2 separate regions of the Mus musculus genome follow, and region 1 is linked to region 2. The links are chromatin contacts, called in public promoter capture Hi-C maps. All regions are on one chromosome and are shown on one strand. Each heading gives the region's core, a stretch centred on a gene start, on an enhancer-like site or on the middle of the called end of the contact. The rest is flanking DNA. Distances are from core to core; before and after follow the strand shown. Region 1 holds the start of Sorbs3 (sorbin and SH3 domain containing 3). Region 2 overlaps Bin3 (bridging integrator 3).

Evidence for each region. Promoter capture Hi-C pulls out the DNA fragments that hold promoters and counts their contacts.
Region 1: a contact with region 2 is called in a promoter capture Hi-C map of trophoblast stem cells, with 2.3 times the contacts expected there. The contact joins the promoter of Sorbs3 here to the enhancer-like site in region 2. A contact is called at or near these places in 5 of 39 promoter capture datasets (embryonic stem cells, macrophages and trophoblast stem cells), 3 of 484 Hi-C or Micro-C datasets (B cells, CD4 T cells and embryonic stem cells), 2 of 115 datasets of contacts at active chromatin or transcription factors (embryonic stem cells and pancreatic cancer cells) and 3 of 9 other capture datasets (adipose tissue, liver and pancreatic islet).

The regions. Positions count from the first base shown.
Region 1 is chr14:70,206,385-70,212,402 of GRCm38.p6, reverse strand. Sorbs3 (sorbin and SH3 domain containing 3) reads left to right here and starts at 4,732. Exons shown (of 21, transcript NM_011366.3): 1 at 4,732-4,879. The coding sequence starts at 4,776. Gm26908 (a long non-coding RNA gene) reads right to left here. Exons shown (of 5, transcript XR_874791.3): 2 at 5,549-6,018; 3 at 4,391-4,815; 4 at 3,481-3,624.
Region 2 is chr14:70,132,953-70,139,355 of GRCm38.p6, reverse strand. Bin3 (bridging integrator 3) reads right to left here. Exons shown (of 9, transcript NM_021328.4): 7 at 4,765-4,906; 8 at 4,486-4,620; 9 at 1,395-2,217. The coding sequence ends at 2,071. It overlaps Ccar2 (cell cycle activator and apoptosis regulator 2), which reads left to right. Exons shown (of 21, transcript NM_146055.3): 20 at 1-186; 21 at 409-1,188. The coding sequence ends at 453. Among named protein-coding and RNA genes, the nearest start is that of Ccar2, 18 kb to the left of the region's middle. Within about 2 kb of position 3,980, at least 75 of the 459 cell types and tissues checked have an H3K27ac peak or open chromatin away from gene starts, as enhancers often do. A contact at or near this core is called in pancreatic cancer cells and trophoblast stem cells, where this site is marked.

The sequences.
Region 1 (6,018 bases), core at 3,483-5,982, 72 kb before region 2:
CATAGCAGGAGTGGACCTAGAACTCAGGGTTGGGTATGAGGCTCCAGTGTGCTAGATTGTGTGGTTTTACCTTATCTGACACCCGTCCTGTCTTTCCTGTAGCCTGTTAGATCAGTGTAAAGAGCAGCCAAGACAGCAAGACACTGAAGAGGGTTTGGGTCACACAGAGGAATCTCTTTCAGTTCTTGCCATGATCAGAAGCTCATAGGGAAGCCGTAAGAAAGAGCAGATGAGTGTAGAGAAGAAAGCCAGTTTGCCGAAGGACAGGAGCAGCGCTCTCATCTGGATGCCAGCAATGCGCTGTGCTAACAATAGGGCTCTGTGCCATTGGCAGTTTGAGAGAGGGAAACTACATGACATTGGGACTTGGGAGCTGTCCTGCCTCTATCTAGCCAGCCAGAGTGAATGGGGTCAGTGTTAACGGCCTTCATCTATGCAGTCACAAAGGTAAAGATGATACTGGGAGCATATTCCCTCCTGGGAGGCCTTGGCCTCACGCCTCAGCAACTGTGGCAAGACGTGCTAAATAACACCTTTGTTTGAGCCAGGGTTATGCATCGTCAACAATTTCATGCCAAGTCTAGGTGGTTTCAGATCAAGCAGCAGGGACGTGGACATGGACCATCCCTCTGTGCAGCTCTGAAGTAGAGCCAAGCACACTGCCTGCCTGTAAGTCCCTGCCCACATTCCCTTTACCCCCTTTCACAGTTCTCCAAGTACCCTCCCTGTCTTTCTGGTTTGGGGGGAGGGGGAGCGTATCAAAGTGAAGTGCACATGACTAGATGTAGGTAGCCAGAACCTATGGTTTGGGGTGATAAAGATGTGATCTGGGCTGGGCACATGACGAAGCAAAAGAACCACTGCAAATTTGAGGGTTGCCTGGTGTCACAGTAAATGGCAGGCTAATCAGGGCTACATAATGAAAGCCTGTGTTTAAAACAAGAGAAAAGGGAAATGTGTTTTTGTCTGTCCCGGAGCCTTTGCAAAGATGCCATCAGGAGCCCCTTATGTTCATTCCTCCCAGCATCCTAAGCCAGAGCTCTTTTCCCCATCACCCGACCCTTCCTAGAGGATTGGCTCTCTGTGTCACTTCGTAGATGATGAAGCAGTCAGACATGCCGATGTAGATGGTGGCTCCCTTGAATGATGGCCTATTCGCTCGTACTTAGAGGTTACCTGCGTTCTCCTGCTTTCTGCTATGTTAAAGACAATCCTAGAAATGTTACCTCTCAACAGGAGACATTAGTCTTTGTGAATAAGTTTTATAAGAACTTTCTTACTATACACTAGAAGTCCTCTTAAGATTAAAAGAAGCAAATGCTCTTATAAGTGAAGGATAACTTCATTGACTCCCTGTGTCTTTATTTCCTTGAATTCTTAGTAGAGGGACTGATCTTTAGGCTCTGACCCAGTTAGTAATTCCAGCGGTGAGGGAAAGCCTAGTTTCTGATGTCTGGTCTGATTTCTGACAATGCCAGTAAGTCCCTTCACAAGAGAGGATCCCTCAGCCTTGGTTAAAGCTCAGATGGCCTCTGATGAGTTTCTGCTTCCCAACCCTCGCCCGCCTGCCCACCCACCCTCCTGCAAACCCTGTTTCCTTTGCCTCTTACCTCTTCCTGAAATTATGCCCACCACGATCTCCTGCCCTAGACCCTCTGCGGCCTTTCCAGCAGAGGCCCCTCCTTGAAGGAGTAGAAGGATGATAACCCAGAAAACAGTCTTTACAAAGCACAAAAATACATTTTACGATAGTCATTTACTAAGTTTTCATATGATCTGGGAAAAGTCAGAAGCTCAAAGGGAGTTGATGAAAAGCTGTACTCCTAAGCTTAGCAGTACCAGAACAGCCTTGGAGTCCTCTGCAAAGCAAACAGATCCCAGGGGGCTGGGAATTCACAAGAGCAGATAAGCATGGCTGCACAGCTTGGGGGTGGAGACAGGGAAAGGCTGAGGCCCTGGACAGGGACTTGGAAAGATTATGGCAACAGAGGTGGAAAGGCTAAATCCAGGTCTGCTGCATCCAAATAGCAACATTGACATCAAATACAGCCACAGTGTGCAATTTTAAGACCAGAAAAATGAGCCCGGATTTTTTAACTGCACAAAAGCCAAGTGAGCATTTTATGTTGTTACCCCAGTGACATCCTGAGTTAACAGTGGCCTTATCCCTTAGCTAAAGCCCCAGTGAGATGAGGTAATGTTTGCCCTTATTTACAGAGTCGTGGGAAGCTGTTTCAGAGCCTAGGAAAGAAGGATGAGACACTGAGTCACACTGACCCCTGCTAGATTGAGATCTAATCCCTACTTTGTTGTCTGCTCTGGGTAATTAGATGGCTTCACTCCTTCCTCCTCCTCCTCCTCCTCCTCCTCCTCCTCCTCCTCTTCTTCTTCTTCTTCTTCTTCTTCTTCTTCTTCTTCTTCTTCTTCTTCTTCTTCTTCCTCCTCCTCCTCTTCCTCCTCCTCCTCCTCTTCCTCCTCTTCCTCCTCCTCCTCCTCTTCCTCCTCTTCTGCTTCCTCCTCTTCACTTTTTAAAAGATCACAACTCTTAAGATTTTATTTGCAAAGCTTACTCTTGATAGTGCATTGGTCACTTAGAGGTAAATTGAGTCTTACTGCTAATACAGTGGAGACAGACAGTTTATCATAGAACTCAAGGAGGCCAGAAGACAGGCTAGCCTTTGTTTGGATAGCAGCACTCTATCATGGTACCCTCTGGCCGGCCAGTCAGCTCTCTGACTCCCTTATCTCAGTTTCCCTGAGCTGGGATGGAAGGCTGAGGCCGACCCAATTTTCCAGGCCCTGGTTCTTTGCCCTTGTCTGTGGCTGACTTGACTTCCATTCCCTCTGAGGGCATCACTCTGCAAAGTCTGCTTTCTCGAGACCTGTCACCTACTTGCTCCTTCCATCCTTTTGTAAGAACCAAAGGAAGCCTGTCTAGGTTGGTCCTTCTCAGGCATTCCTGTCTGGCCATGGCATCTGTTTGTTTATCCACGAAAAGGGACGCATGGTGGATGTGATGTCAGTCAGTGTCCAGGCCTCCTGGAGGACAGACTGGATAAACTGGGCAGGAACTGATTCTTTTCACTGCCTTTGGGGTTTAGATGCCAGGAAACATGAGATGCCCATGATATGTGTGCTATGAAAATATTTGCTCAAAGCAGGCCTGAAATCTCCAGGCTCTTGTTCTTGTGGGGTTTTACATACCTGTCCTTGCTTCCAGGTCTGACATTGACCTGCCTTGACCTGCCCTGTGTTTTTTTATTGTTGTTGCTTCCCTTAGAGTTCCTTCACTTTGCAGTGACTAACCCCCTCCCCCCCCCCAAAAAAAAACCTCAGACTTCCAGATAGACCAGTGTGTAAGAGGGCCCTTGGAGCCCCAAAGTGGGTCATTTCACTTCCCTCCCTTGCTTGCCCCTGTTCTCATGAGTGATTGGCATAGGTGGGCCCATTGATAGAGCTTAGTTGGCAGTACTGCCAGACCTGGAATCAGGAGATGGCCCCAGGGATGAAACAGAGTCGAGATCTGTGCTAGTATATCTATGGTGACTTGGCTTCAGCTCCTCACTGCTGGGTTGGTTACGGACTCTAGAAGAGTCCGTGTGTTCTTGGCTACTCCCTTCTGATCTGTAGAAAGAGAACACTCTTCTAAGAGCACAAACCAAAAAGGACATGAAAGCCTACCTCAAGAATGTACTGAAGTTTGTCCTAGGGAAGGAACTAGCCGGTGCCTTTCTACCGAACAGGAAGGTCAGGCCTGCAGCAGAGATGTCAGTGTCTCATCCAAATGCTAGACTGTCCTGGACACTAATTGTGATTGAGACTAATTGGTAGTCACTTGACTAATGGTACTTTGAGTTGGTGGCGGAGGACAAGAGGACTATGGGGCTGAGGGGTGGGGGAATGTGCATAGGACAGAATTGGCTGCCTGGGGCTGGGTGGGGCTCCTGGTGACTGGGATCAGATAGCTAGAAAAAACAGAGCAGTTACGTAACTGTGTTTACATGGGCTCAGGTGGCTGTGGCAACCATGGCAGTCCTTGACCCAAGGCCATGCTGGAGGGGTGCAGGCAGCCGACTACTAGGGAAGGAGGTCCCTCTTGAGCAGAAGGGTGTGCAGGAGACAGAGCATGGCATACTGACCAGGGCTGCACTATCTGGGACAATGTTACCTGGCTCTAATGTGCCACTGGAAGCTACTCAGGGTGAGGCAGGCAGGCAGCAGCCAGCTACAGCTAGGGGGAGGGGTCAGGAAACCAGACACCTGGCTCTCTAAGTCCAGTCTCTGAATTCTTGCTACATTTTTCTCCCTAATCTTCTTAAAAGAGGAAGAATTCTCCCTAAATCTGGGCAGAAAAGAGGGCAGGAGATTATTTAAGTTTCCTTGGACTTACCTGCCCTGCGGTCCTAGCGCCTCGTGCCTCCGTGTTTTGTAAAGCCATCCGAATACTTGTGAACACAGTGAGCTCCAACCTGAGAGGTGGCGAGCCAGCCCCGGCCTGACTGACAAAGCAGAGCTGCAGCAGTTCAGCCCTCCATTGCCACCCTCCCCGTTCCTCCCAACCTACATCCTCCAAGACTGTTTACTAGACTCCCCATCCCCATAGAGATGGGACTGGTAGCCAGTCCTCAGCTCCCTTGCCCACACTGTGCCTTCTCTTGTGAGAAACAGGAAGTTGGGACCTTCGGCAGCTCAGCGGCACCCTCTACATTAAATATTTATCTTGGAGTCCAGGTCAGAGCCTTAGAGCCTAAGAAGTTCACTGCTGGTGAAGGGGGATGGCCAGGATTCTTGGAGTGGGAAGATCTTCAGCTTCGTCTTTGAACAACAAAGAAGACAATGAAAGTGATGTAGCCCTTCTTAGTCCCAAGGACCCTAACAGGTGGGAAAACTTTAAAGAGGGACATGGGTAGTACTTTTAATCCCCTGGGGGAGGGGGAGGCTGCTTCCCTGGAATGGGTGGATAATCAAGTGGCAGAGAGGCTGTGTACAGCTGCCTGACCTCAAAGAGGGTCTCAGAGCTCCTCCACTCCTCCATCTCTCTCCCTTCAGCTTTCCTACCTCCGCCCCTCCCACAAACACCGTGTACTGTGTAATACCTACATCCGTTAAAAACACCTCACGTATGCGAATCAGAGCCCTGTTAGCAGGTTTACATCTCTGGAAGCCTATGAAACTGCTTCCTGAAGACTCCCCACTCATGGGAGCTCTGGCACGCTCATCTCTTGAGCTGTCCTTGACCTAAGTTTCCCGGGAGGTGGGGGTGGGTTTTGTTTGCGGGCACCACAAACAGTTCTTCCCCCACAACTGGGAAAATGTGAAGCTAATAAGAGGTGAGCGTGCTAGGGGCTGTGATGTCCTGGGAAACACTAACTCCAGGTGGCTCAGGCACCAATTAAAAGGCAGTAGGTGTCATTTACCATACTCAGCAGTGGACCAGAAACCGTTTTTTTTACCGGTTGATTTGTTGGGGACTTGGGTTCGCAGTGAATCCTAGGCTAGGAGTACTCCAGGGTTTCCATTGTCAGTAAACATTTGCCCTGGCACCTACCAGCAGAAGACTGGACGAGGAGGGGAGGAGGGAGGGCCAGAGAGAATGGGGAGCCAGTGGGCGGTGTCCTTCAGATCTGCGTCAGCAGTCAGCACTGTAGGAACAGCGGAAAAGCAGGATCAAAACAAATACGGTGAATGGGAACACCAAGACCCTCTTAACCTCATCCCCGCCCAAAGGGCCCCACCCTTATCCTCTTCAATGCTGTGGCACGTCCAGGGAGCCGGTCGATTCCCTCCCCCAAACTTTGCACGTGTGTGTGAGCATCCTCACGTTTGCCAGTACACGAGTGTTTGCAAACGCCTGGTCAGTGCGCTTAGGTCTAACAAGCATGAACTCTCTCTCCCCAAGCGGGTGTTGCCTTGTTCCTGGGCCACCGTGACTTATCTCGGTCCCAGCCTGTCTGCCTCCGGGCCTGTCTCCTGCCTCTCCAAGGCCGAGGGCTGCGTATCTAATTCCGGCCCCACCCG
Region 2 (6,403 bases), core at 2,731-5,230:
TCAGCCACTGAGGTGACAAATAAGACACTGGCAGCAGAGATGCAGGAGCTGCGGGCCCGGCTGGCCGAGGCAGAGGAGACGGCCCGGACAGCAGAGCGACAGAAGAACCAGCTCCAGCGACAGATGCAGGACTTCCGCAGGCGCCTGACCCCACTGCACCTTGAGATGCAGCGGATTGTTGAGAAGGTAAGATGGCTAAAGGGTGGCCATAGTTCCTTTTGGTGAAGCCACAGAAGTAGAGTGGAGCTAGCCTCTGTGGAGAGGCCTGGGAGACACCTGGCCCTTCCTTGTTGTGCTAGTCCTCCATATACTGGGTTCTTAGGAGACTCAGCTACTCTCAATGCTCTGCACTCCAGTGGCAGGACATGGGAGAAGCCTTATCCTCCATTGCTTCATGTGCTCACACAGGCTGACAGCTGGGTAGAGAAAGAAGAGCCAACGCCTAGCAACTGAGTGGCTGCCTAGTGAGGTCTGCGATGGAGCCTGATGACATTAGAGCCCTTTTGGTACCAGAAGGCAGCTGGAGCAGGGCCTGGGAGCCACAGCAGGGGTAGCTTGAGTTCTGTGCTCAGCCTCTGCAGGGGATGTCAAACTCAGTATGGGGTTTGTGCTATGTGGATGGATATGTAAGGAACTCCAGTTCCAGCTACAACTAAATACAACGTCCTTTGCACCCCTAGAATGTCATTTTGCCCTCAATCTTGGAATTTCTCCCAGGGCCCTTGTAGTCTTGTGCTGTCTCCTGTCCTCGTCCATTTTAGAGCAAGACGGGAGGAAAAGGCATTTCCAGCCCAGAACAAGGTCTAATGCCAATAAATGGGAGGAATGGGTGTAGAGTTGATGCAGCCAAGAATGTCCGTCCTCTGGGCGGCACAAGTCCCGCAGGCTCTGTGTCTGTTAGGTGATGGAGCCCATTCAAGGAGCATTTGGTGTTGGGTCAGGGTTGCCAATAGAACACTGTGTCCCAGCTGCCCCCAACTTGCCAGAAGAACCAGCACTTACTTCTTTCTCTAGTTCTTATGTTCAGAATGTGGTATTGGCCCTGGCCTAGCCCCTTCCACTTCCCATAATTCTTGCCTCTTTCCATAATTCATGGTTTCAGTTCGACTTTGTATATAAAGTTGTTTGTTGGTTTTTTTTTTTTTTTTTGGCTTTTTGTTTTTTAAATAAACCAAAGTGAAAAACAAACCAAGTGTGAGTCTTTGTAGCTAGCTCTCCTCCTCTTTCAAGCTGCTGTACCCTCTCTGTTTGCCAGGCCTCAGTTCTCTCTAGAAGGCAGCAGGCAGGCAGTAAGTGCCACAGGTTGTGACTGAGTGAAGGCACTCTGCCAAGTTGGCAGGGCTGTGGCAAAGCTGTGACAGCTCCCTCTTGGTGTCAGTTAAAGTACACTGTTGTTTTACTGGAAAACTTTACTTGAAAATAAAATTCCAATAACAAGTGAAAATAAAATTCCAGTAATACAGGTGAGACAGAGCCTTGCTTTGAGGGCAGCAGTTCAACATGTAACATTTCCTAGTGGACAGCTAGAGACAAAGCCCCAGTTCAAGGGAAAGCTAAACTCCTGGGCTTTGTCCCTGTGCTGGACCTATAGGGGACTGGCTTTGGTTGTGTTGGCATGAAGGGCCCAGAGAGGCTGAGAGACCAGGGCACTGTGCCTCACCCAGCAGTCTAAAGAGTCCTGAGAGGATGGTGGCTTTCCTAGAGTAGGTCCTCTGGAGGTAGACAGCTAAGGCTTCAAGTTCCACAGGAAGCCCAGGCCCTTCCAAAGGCTCCTGTTGGCCAGACACTATAGCACACTCTGGACGGTTCTGGAAGTAAAAAGGCCCCAGGGTTTTTCTACATTGCTTATCAGCACTGGACACAGGGAAGCAGCAGCCTGTGAGGCTCCTAGTATCAGGCTTAAGGACATGGAGACATTTAAGTCAGAGAACTGGCAAGGTACAATAGTGGCCACCTGTCTCCAACTGCCTGGCCATTGGGAGGTCCATGAATCCATGCCCGCTAGGAGCAAAGCCTATAGAGATGTCACCTGTGTCCCAAAGAGTCTAAGGACTCCTGAGGGACAGGGGCTCAGTCATCAGCCACGATGGAGAGGGCTCGGAGTTCACTTAGTTTGGTCTCATTTTCCCGCTCTCGCTGCTCATCTGAGTGGCCTGGCTGGTCAAGCTGCTGGGTCAGGTCTCCAAAGATCTTATGCATTTCTGAGTAGTATATAACCTGGGTAGGAGACAAGAGTTGTTGGCAGGAACTGGACTCCAGTTCTACACAGCACTCAGTCAGCAAAGCAGGTGAGAGGCACAAGCAGGGCCTGGCTCTGGGTCTGTGGGTTGCTCTGGCTGAAGGCGGTGGGGTGTGTCTCTCACTTGTTCCATCACTGCCTCTTAGACCTCACCCTATCTATCTATCCCTCAGCAGTCTAGGGGTAGGGAACCACAGCTGGGGCTTTTGGAAATATATACCACAGAGAAAGGTTTGTCAAGACCAAAATAGCTAGATTGGGCAGGGAGACTACATTTGAGGGTGCCAGAGGGCAGTATGTGGGCAAGGGCAGGCCTGGGGCTTACTGCTGTTTCTAAGCAAGGAGAGGAGCCAGGGGCTTTTGGTCATGGAAGAAGAACCCAGCAGACATTGGCTCCCCAAGTCTTGAGAGCTGGCCCTAGAAGTCCAGTTAAGGGAGGTGTCAGCTCCCCAGATCCCACCCCTTCCCAGTTTTGCTAGTTATCACATCTAGGTTAAGTTGCCTGGAAGAAAAGCAGCACTGATGTGGTGAGAGTGACTGGGTGAGAGGTGGGAGGCAGGTCCAAGAGTGGAGGGGTTTCTCTATGTGATAGATGGCGACTTTTCCACAGAGGCTAGAGGCCATTTCTGCCTCAGCTTCCACTTCCTGATGTGACATCACATCTCATCAAAGTGTCCCCATTCTTCAAGCACCTCAACTTTGAGATGTCTCTAGGATTCTCCTTCCATCTAAGAAACCAGACGATGGGGACTGGGAGGGTGGCTGTGCAGCAAGGGCCAGTGGGACATGGTATCCTAGGAAGTCTCTTTAGAATCCCCAGCTAAGTTGTAGCGGGCCAGGTACCCCCGCCCCCAATCCCTGCCTAAGACACAATGCCTGTTGAGTCATCTGGAATGCGCACTTCTCTAGTGACTAATAGCAGCAGCAGCCGGGTGAGAAGGAGGCTGGCACAGGGAGAGGTGGTAAACAACCCTGGCTACCCTGCTGCTTGGTTACGGGGTACCCCATAGCCTGGGCACCCTGCAGCTTCCTCTAAGGATCTGGGGGTGGGGATGGTGTATGCAGCTCACTAGAAGCAGAGGCAGGTGTCAGCAAAAGAGAGCAGGCCAAGATCTCCTGTAAATCCAGGCCTCATCCAAACAGAGGGTGCAGCAGCTGGAAGGCAGCCCTCACCTGCAGGGACTACAGGAGAGCATCCTCCCGCTTCTGTTGTCTGTCTCACTCCCTAGAGAGCACCGGACTGAAAACGTGTCACTAGCAAGTCCAGGCTCCAGTCCAAACCTTGCCTGGGCTTCTTGATGGGCATTCTACGCCATGGCTTTGGGTATCATTCCAAATGAAGGCTGGGAAGTGGGAATCAGGCTTTACCATGGCCCCTGTGGCTAGGAAAGCAACAGGGAATGATGATGTCCACTGGAGGGCAGCAGAGGTGCAGCTAAGACAAGAAGCAGGGCAGGCAGAATTTGTGGACAAGAAGCCTTAGCTTGGTGGCCAGAGAGTGTTGGAGTCCAGAGATGGAAGCCAATACCCGCGATCAGTGAGGAGGTCTGTGTGCAGAAGCCCTGCTCCTGGCTCCAGTACCACTGCCTCTCCCACCTTGCCAGTGGTGAGAACAAGCCTGAAGATGAACAGCGAGAGGAGGGCAGGAGCCTGCTGCATGCCATCCCAATTGGACCCAGCAGCAGGAGACACTGGGCTCCGACTGGGTTTTACCCTCTTTCTGGCTGCCACCCCCATACTGGTCTGCACTCCCATTTGTTCTCCACGAGGGGGCACTTCATATCTAGTGGCCAGCATTTCAGAGCCTATTCAGGACCCCTCCCTAGGAAACTGAAAGTTAAGACTCCTGTGGTCTCTGGCTAATGGAACTCTCCTATTGGGCTCACAAGCAGTCACTACTGGCCTCTCAAAGGATCTGCTCAGTCAAAGTGGTAGCTAAAGATGCAATCAGGGCTTTTCTTGCTTGCTTAATTAAGCAAGGGAGGAAGAACTCAAGGGGCGAAGAGTTAAACAAAAAGGAACCCTGTCTATCATAGGGTTGGGACTGAGTGGATTGCCAATGGAGGATACCCAACAGAAGTTCCAGTACAGTATCAGTGCCAGGCACCAGGGCTGACTAGGACAACACATGAACTTTCATAGAGCCTGGTGCAGGGAGGTGTTGCTGTCTGTGCAGAGCATGGCTATGTCTAACGGGAACTGGGTTCCTACAAAGATGATTCCCCAAGGGAAAAGCCTTGTCTCACCTGTGCCCGGATCAGGGACTCAAAGCTGGGTTGGAAATAGTCAAGTCGGCTGCCATAGAACCGCGGCATCTCATCCAGGAGTTGTTTATTCTTGGCCTCAAAGTCTTCCCGCACAGGACGTAGCTCTTCTCGGGCCTGGGGAACAAGACCTTGGAGTCAGGGCTGTCACTGAAGGGGGCAGGGTGGGTGGAAATAGCTAGTATCCTGGTTCCGCAGGTCCTGAAAGGAGGACCCCGTGGCAATGGTTGTTCCATTTAGCCTATTGCGTCTCCCCTGTACCTGGTGGAGCTTGGCCAGCACGGGGCCAGTCTTCTCCTTTTCCTCGTACTTCTCCACCTTGGCCTGCAGCCTCCCGTAGTCCTGCAAGGCCTGCTCCCGCCGCTTCACCGCCATGTTGAGGCTTGGGAATATGCTGCTGAACCTGTTGGGCACAGCCTGGTTGGAAACAGGCTTCTCATGTGGGGGTGTGTCCCAGTCACTACGTACTCAAACACATGTGCGACACACCTACTATGTGCCAGTCTCATAAGGCTCTGAGGCTTTGGGGCTTGTACAGGTGGGATGGCGTGGGGCACAGACAGTACTGAGAGCTCTCCCCAGACCCAGATGTTAGGCTGTGATTGCCGGTGCTCCCTGTCCTGCTGCGGAGCCTCAGCACGAGGTCAGCAGGGCTGGAATCCGACTGTATACACTAAAGACCAAATCAAACCAAACCAACAGGGGAAGGCAGGGCCACAGCCAGGGAGTGATGGTCTGGAAAGGGCTATGAGTATCCATGTTTGTCAACACCTTCTCTACTATGTCACAGTGCCACTGGCAGGAGACAAAAAAGAAAGATCCTGGCTAAGGGTTCCTTTACACCGTGAGGAAACACAAAGGGAATGGTTCTCCCATTAAAAGAACAAATGGAAAAAGCACGCTTTAGAAAGATGGTCCCAGCCGCTCCTACCTAACACAACTGAAAAGGAGTATGGTGTGACTACTCAGACGACTGGCCACGCAGAGCAGGCTGTGTTTGAAAAGTTTTGGCATTTGTGTGTAACCATCATCAAGGCTACCTTTCCCCCATGAAAGGCCATCCTATCTTGGACAGGCGCAGGGAAGAGCCACTTTTGAGGTGGGGGGCAGGCAAGAGTAAATGTTCTTCTTGACACAGATGAGGGGTGGAGGTGAGGTAACTCTACAAGCAGGTCTCTTGGGAGTGAGAAAATGGGGCAACTTCCTTGACTACAAAGCCATGAGGACGTGTTGTTGGCCTCATTGTTGGGCAAGACTTTCCTACCATACCATGCAGTGCCCACTGTACCAGCCAGGAGTTCTGACAGCCTGCTGTGATACAGACAAACAGCCAAGAGATTCAACGCCTCTGGACACTCGGGTGGACAGACATAGCTGGTGACCTAGGACCACAAGAGTCACCTTATTTAGGTGAGCCCAGAGAGCGTGACAAAGCAAGCTAACGGAAGTCAGGAACAAGCCAGTTGATGCCAGTCGGTGGCTGAGGCCAGCCTTTCCCATGCACCTGAGCTGAGAGAACATCTGAATGCTTAGGCTGTCTTCAGTAGGCTCACATATCACAGGAGGTGCGCTTCCCAACCTCTGCTTCTCATAGGATATGACCATAAATTTGGTACTGAAAAGCCTCAACAAGTCAGGGCCACCCTGATGGGAGTAATGAATATTCCTACTAGAGAAGAGAGAATATAAACGTGGCCAGGCAGCAGGTGAAATGTGCAAAATAGATGGGGGGACCAGGCACCACCAGGTCACACTGGGAGGAGCCAGTCACAATGCCAGTGTGAAGACAGCTGTACCAGTGATTCAGCTGCTCTGGAGCCCCTCTCCCTTCCTGGGCAGCTGGGCAGTGTGGCTCAAGGGAACAGGTGCCTCAAGCCCAGGAACCTACCATCCTGCCCCT